2 separate regions of the Gasterosteus aculeatus genome follow, and region 2 is linked to region 1. A link is a contact called in public Hi-C data. All regions are on one chromosome and are shown on one strand. Each heading gives the region's core, a stretch centred on a gene start, on an enhancer-like site or on the middle of the called end of the contact. The rest is flanking DNA. Distances are from core to core; before and after follow the strand shown.

Region 1 (3,576 bases), core at 349-2,848:
GCTCCTTGAAGTGTGCGTCTGGGACTGTGTGCTGAGTTGGGTTGTGAAGTGGTCGGCACATGCTAATAGGCCAATTATGTACATCCTGTCGTGGCACAGTGCCATTTTAAAGCTTGAGCACTGCATTAGTGCAGTTGTATTTTGACACTTCGGGGCTCAATTTTCCAAGTGAATGTATTAGTGATGAATGTGCCTGCTTAAGGGCTGTTTGTTTTTTTTCCACGTTTTCGCAAAAGTTTTCCACAGCACGGCTCTGGGAAGCACGGACCGTTTGAACCGCAGGGCATCCATCATTTTGTCACTGTTCTGCACCCAGGCCACCTAGGAAATGAAAGAGATCGAGAGAAAAGAGAGAGAGAGAGAGAGCGGCAGCCAAATCGTGTCACTACTATATGCCAAAGCCTGCACCTTAAATTGCCCCTCTGGCTGCCCGGTCGCACAAAGCCACTGACTAACCCCTTTGAGCACTTCGCTAAATTTGACAGTGATTTGTTTTAGTGCGGACAGGCACGGAAGGGGCCACGCGGGTAGTAAATGCTAATGTAATTAACAGCGTTAGGTCCTTGACATCCGCCCTTTGACACCTGACTGATATCGAGGACCTGCTGGAACACTTGGCTGATGTGACCCCGTCACTGGTGTACCTAAGCCTGCTGGGAAATGAGGCCTGCCCCAACCAGCTGGTCAGCCCGGATAAGGATGAGGACGACTACCAGAGATACAGGTCAGTTACTACGCGGACTGTGACGGCGACGTGGCACATGAATAAGGCACAGCTTTCACACATGACCCGTTTAGATAGATGGAGAGATCGTGTTTAGGGTGGGGTGTGTTTTTATTTTCTAGTCAGACAGTTTTGATCCTGAGCTATTCAGAGTCGTAGCTTTTTGTAAGTAATGGATGTGGAGATGTTCCTTTTTTCTAAAACATCCAGCCCCCCCCCCCTACATTTCACTTGCAGACTGCGGATCCAACCACATCACTCTAAAAGCTTTGTCAACTGGCCCCTCTACACTCCAGTTTGCAAAATGGATTTCATGTGTGACTAGTCGCCACCACAAATGAGTGTTTACTACCCTACCTTACCAGAACAGATGATGCATTAAACATCAAGCCAGGCCTGGAGCCATGCAATATGACCACCATTTGTCAGGGTCCTTTACATGAAATGTGATAAAAGGCGAAAAGCACACTCTCTTTTGTCTGTTTTTGCCCTAAGTGCTTGTTTCTGACTCTGCGTTGCCTATTAATCATTTACCACCCATGCCTTTCTTGAATAATCTTTCTTCTCTCCTTTTTTGCCCCCCCCCCTCCATCCCCCTCCTCGCCTCAACCCTCGCGCCTCCCTCTCTCACTTTGCCTCTCCAGCTCCCCCCTTTCCCCCTCGCCCCGCATGCTTATCTTTGCCGGTGAGGAAAGCTGTTCTGTTTTGACTGACAACGTCTAGAGTCCTGTAATGTAATATTCATAATGTGTCACAGAGTAAAACATCAGTTTGAGCGTGATGCAGATTTCATGTCTGACAAGGTTAGGCTGTGTGGAGGTCGTGACAGCATTGGCCTTGGGCAATAAATACCCAGCCCAATGCCCCGAGAGGTCTGAACTACCCTCGCGCGTTGCATCGGTGCCCCAATTAGTGCAACGACACAGAAACACGGTATTCTTTCACACAGCATGCAGTGTGGCTGGAGGTTAAATGGTGTCCCGTTCTTTAGCCGGCCAATGTGGCCATTTGTGGTACTACAATAATACCAGAGTTCAAGGCTGTAGTATTATATGTTCACAAAGGCTACTGATTATGCATCTCCTCAGGGAACTATTAAACTACTGATATGTATGTCAACCTCTTTCTTTTCTCTTTGTTTCTGCATTGTTTAAATATTAACATGTCTCTTGATGCTCTTTGGGGAAAGTTATCAGTTTGTCCGATCTCGTTTCGTTTCACATCAAAGAGCTTTGGCCTGAGGTCCCTCAGCCACTGACTGTAATGCTCACTCAACCTTTTTCTAATGGCCCTCAATGTCACTTTTGTTATCCTCCGTAGATGTGATACTAGGTTAGTGATTGATAACTCTTTTATTGGAACTATTATTCATCAGTAATTCCTATCAAATATTGGCAAAAAGTGTTTCTTTATTTGGAATTTTCAAGCAAAATACATTGAAATATCAAGGGCAGCTTCTAGCAAATAAGTATTATTTATTTATTAACCTATCCAACCATTTTCCTACGAATTATAGACTGTAAACAAAAGTACATTTGAGGAAAGTATGATAGCAGCATAAATCTATTTTATCTACAACATCCACCTCCAAGGGCAGCGGGAATCCCATTGTTGTTATCACATGTTTGAAACGGCTAAACAAAGTGTGTGAGAGTGAGTTTTTTCTTTCCTTGCAGTCCCCCCTCTCCCCCACCCTCCCCCCTCACCCCCTGTGTGCTCTCGGTTCCTCCCGCTTTGGTGGGTGTGAATCATTAATATCCCTACCGGCTGACAGAGCCTTGTCATCGGCTCTGACCCTGTGATGGTGGGTTACCTACGGAGAATAACCTCCCTGCACGTCTCCCAAGGGCATCTTCACGTTTCATCATGGAAATGCCCCCGAACAAAGTCCTCTTACAGGGAGGGAGACACAGGATAGGATTGGGGGCTCTTGAATTTAAGTGCTGGTGCTCTCATCGGAAAAGGAGCTCTTATTAGGAACAAGTCATTTCACCCTATGCTGATGTTTTTAATTTAAGGCCAAATGTATTTTTGTGGATACGCACTCTGTTTTGTGTACCTTTCAAACTATTTCAGACGTTTCGCGTTTTGCGTTTTGCATGGAGATACCATCCGTTCCGTGTCAGTCTAAACGTGATCCCTGCATCCCTTTCTTATAATCCTCAAGTGATGAGAACTTGACACGAGCTTTGCCATCTCCCCTCATCGCCCATTGCCCGTCATCGATTTGTCCCGGCTCTTTGCGCTCAGGTCTCGTCTGTGCCCGCATCCCCCGTCCTTTCTCACCCTCCACTTAGGCGCTGAATGCATGTCCTCTTTGGCTACCGGTTCAGCCCTGACATGCTGGTTCCTCTATCCCTGCCTGCCTGTGAAAGGATCTGTTGTCGTCTATGTATTCCAACCATTATCTTTTGACGTTTCTCTCCCTACCAATGAAAGACAAGAGTGTGTCTGAAAGCTTCGAGAGATATCTGTGTTGATGCTGCCAGAATGACAGCTCTGGCAGACGGGTTGTATCTCCTTTTGTGCTATTTATATGTCGTGCTTATTCTTATCAGCTTTGAAGGTTATTACATGCAAGAAAATATCACCATTATATCTGCACCTACATTAAATCTCAGTAAACACGGCTTCTTTTCAAGTTTTGTTGACGCATGTATTTACATATTAGTATGCGTGTCGGTTTGATTAGCGAGTCACTTCCTTAGAATCTATGTTTGTCTCGTTGTTAAGAGCCGGCTCACCGCGGGACCTTTTAAAGCAATGCTACGCTACGGCTTGAAGTTGAATCGTTGTTTTCCCCGTAGGTACTTTGTCCTGCACAAGTTGCCCCAGCTGAAGTTTCTGGACAC
Region 2 (3,576 bases), core at 426-2,925, 120 kb before region 1:
CGAAAGAAGAAAAACCACCTTTCTCTCTTACCTCGATGGGGCTGATCGGGGTAGAAGGCAAAGGCTGCAGATACTCCGGGTGCAAAATGTGTCCTGACCGGGCGGTGAGCATTTTCAGAACCTTGATGGGGAGTCGGCTCGCTTGCCGTAGCGGATCGCACGGGGGCGCGGGGTGGAGAAAAGGCTTGTTGACGCTCGCCGAGCTGCTATTCCGAGAACTGCCGCTCTCCCAGACTGCTGCGCGAATGCCACTATTCTTCAGGATAGACGCCGAGGGGGACGTGATCATGTCCCAATTGTCAGGAAATGAAACGGCGATGTTTTTCTTGGATTCATTAAGAAAACCAAAACGCACATTCAGACTCCCCCTCTCTCCCTCTCTTTCTCTCTCTCTCTCTCTTTCTCTGGGTTGGTCAGGTGAACAGAAAAGGAAAGAATGGTGAAACTGTTCGATAACGAGTAATCCGGGTAAAAGGGGCGAAGGCGCGGCAGCTGGATGGAGACCGTGCGAGTTTATCGCGGATCCGTGGCTGTGTCCTGCACCATGAGCGTCGCGCCTTGAGTGCGTCTGTCTCTCGCAGGTCCTCGCTCCCTACTCCCTCAAGTGCGAACTAGTAGAAAATGTTCACTTTTCAAAAGCAGCTGAATTAGTCCGAGATTAAAGCCGTTGCCGCCTTCCAATCAAATGGGACCCCGAGGTGATTGGAGGGTCAAGGGGATGTGACGTTCTCCTCTTTGTAAGCGCCTGTGTTTCGACAGCTCGGGGGAGGAGATGAGGTTTTATATACTGTGGTTCGCGTGAACGCTCGCGCGGATTCTTTCTTTGTTTAGACGCGGGGCGACCGGGACACAGAAAAGTGAGTAAGTAACAGAATAGATGGTCAACCCATCTGGACAACGAAGGCCACGTTTACAGAGGTGTTTTTGCTGCGTCTAGTTCGTGTCTGTATCATCAATAACACATTCGTTTTCATAAATACAAAATCTACGCTTAGAGAACCGACTTGTTACTGCTTCATTGGCAGTCATTGTTAAAGCTAACTCGGGTTTAGGCTTACAGGTGAAATACACATCATCATCACCAGAATACTACGTTATAATAATAATAATAATACGTTAACAAGTATGTTATTTGTGATTCTCTGACGGTCTGTAGCCCGAGAGACGCGCTACGTTTGCGCCACCGCGTCCGGACCGGGGACTTCATCCTGGACCTGCAAACATAAAACCAACCGCTTCAGCTTGAATTCCCTAAACAGACAAGCGTTGACAGGAATAGACCAATGTAGTGATGGAGGGATGTGACTGTCACATGTTTTCAGTATAATATACACCGCCCTTCTATTTCTATCTCCACCCCTCCGTCAAGTGTCAATTCTGCTCCACCGCAATCAATCAGTTATTTGTCAGACGCTGTCAATCCACCGCTTGATTTATGTCAGCTATTGTGGCTGATTACATGCCACTGTGACTGCGGGGGGGAAGAACAAATGGGTAGAGACAATTCGGCAAGAAGACACCAAGTTTCCAGGGGAAATAAATCGATCCTCGAGTTAACATTTCATTTTTAGACGCATCGCCAATCGCCGACCTCCCCCCCCCCAAAGTCCAAAAGCAGAGGATTAAACTAGGTTTCCATTCTTCTCTGCCCCCCCACAAAAGTCTATAACTTTTTAGTTCATCATCAAACAACCCCGGAGGTGGCACACATGGTGACATGTTAACTCTCAGTGCAGCTCACTGTGTGCAGCTGGCAGGGCTTTAAGGTGTTAAAATGCCTTTTTTTTTGCTGTAATCGGCGTTAACAGAAAACGGGGAAACACAGTTAAACCGAAAAGCGTCCGAAACAAATGAAAAAAAAAGAAACCCGTCAAAAAAGAACAGATCACGTTATTAAATAAAATATAGTTGGAATGAATAAATTAATATCCATTATTTATGCTATATCAACTTTAGCCCTTTCAGACAGGTTTGCACAAACAATCTGCGAGAAGAAAACATTGATTTGAAAATTGATAATGTGTAAAACATCACGGAACAGAACCCTGTCCATTTTGGCTAAACACATCTGCTATTGTGTTTTTAGAACCTGTCATCTGCCTCGGGCACACTGTCATCTGCAACAAGAACAACAAAGACAGGGAACAAAAAAGAAGAAGAAGAAGAAGAAAATCCAGACATTTTATATTGATGTCAGCTCGATTTTATTTACATACAATGAAAATGATTTATTTTTCTCAAAGAGAAGCGGACAGGGGAGAAAGAAAAGGGGAGAAATGGTCTGTCAGGCCGCTGAGAAAAGAAGTTTAAAATGCCTTGAACTATTCACCGCTGAGATGCCTAATCAGTACTGAGGCTCCGGGGCAATCGGGCAGCTTTTCAATGCGGGTTTCCTTTCATCTCAATCGGGATGGAGGCGCTCAATTAAAAGCCTATCAGTTTGTAAGTAAATCAACGCCTATCAAAGTTGTCACATCAAACAAAACGATTATTACTGCAACCCGCCTTTGCCATTAATCTCTTTCTGTGATAATCTGCTTGACAGGTCAACTTGGAGAGCATGAAAACCTGGAGTGGACAGTCGAAGGGGCTAAATTATATTTCCTGGTGGAAAACAGACCAAACAAAACAAAAACAGCCGTGATGGTTAAAATTTATTTGAGTTCATAATCTGCCATGAATACAATGTAGAATGAAAGTTGTGGTAAATAAATCAAATACAGCAAATTATGTTTTTCCATAAGATAAAAATAACAATCTTTGGCAAAAAATGTAGAAATTAAACTGGCAAAAAATATTTTAGGTAAAAGTTGAAAAAAGCTTGGTTTCAGTTTACAGGCCTGCCTATAGTCTGCATGGGTGAGCACTACGTTGCAAACTATGGACTGATCAATAAAAACAAGGAATAAATGATTAAATAAGTCAATGTTGAGATACTGCGTCATATAAATGAACCGCATTTATTTTAATGTGAGTTTAGAAGAGGGGGAACAACGTGTAAAGGAGTTGAGCTCTATTCCCTCAAATGTTTCCATTGTTTTTGTCCTACATGAGGGGGAGGGACGTTTCACAATATGCAAAGATGTGTGATTGATAACAGGCTTGCTGTTTTCTGCAAGGACTGTCAGTCCGTGACACAATATGTGAGTTATTAGGGCAAAGAAGGGCAACCATAAATTTTCCCTGTCAGGTGAAAACCCTCTTTATTGTCCGCATGACGAATGGGCTTCTGCGCCAACATTCTCGGCATTCCCCTTAAATGGGAACACATTTTAGCGACTATAATTCCTGATATTTAAATAGAAAGTTTTAATATCCGCATATATTTTACAACACTGACATGCTTATGAATCACTCTTTGCATGCAAATGAAAGATTTACATCTCGTGAAGGAGTGTGTTGGATTTGAGGGTTTACTGTAAACTTGTTGCTATGAAGCAACGTATTTCAATGTAAATACACATGATACAAATTAAATGATAAAATTAACCCACTTTCCTAAGAGCACCTGCATCTCACCTGAGCTAAATGTATCATTTACAAAGTGGTCACATTTTTATTGGGCTTCGACTGTTG

Evidence for each region. A called contact is a pair of places that touch in the nucleus more often than the background predicts.
Region 2: a Hi-C map of skeletal muscle shows a contact between it and region 1, with 3 times the contacts expected there. The contact joins the promoter of znf503 here to the enhancer-like site in region 1. A contact is called at or near these places in 4 of 6 Hi-C or Micro-C datasets (skeletal muscle, tail fin and whole body).

Annotation. Positions count from the first base shown.
Region 1 is chr6:13,022,688-13,026,263 of fGasAcu3.hap1.1, reverse strand. lrmda (leucine rich melanocyte differentiation associated) reads left to right here. Exons shown (of 7, transcript XM_040179117.2): 4 at 585-724; 5 at 3,532-3,576. Among protein-coding and RNA genes, the nearest start is that of lrmda, 120 kb to the left of the region's middle. Within about 2 kb of position 1,598, at least 1 of the 9 cell types and tissues checked has open chromatin away from gene starts, as enhancers often do.
Region 2 is chr6:13,143,545-13,147,120 of fGasAcu3.hap1.1, reverse strand. It overlaps znf503 (zinc finger protein 503), which reads right to left and starts at 1,675. Exons shown (of 2, transcript XM_040179201.2): 1 at 32-1,675. The coding sequence starts at 289. It overlaps LOC120820934 (a long non-coding RNA gene), which reads left to right and starts at 766. Exons shown (of 3, transcript XR_013467922.1): 1 at 766-857; 2 at 2,087-2,442; 3 at 2,546-2,924.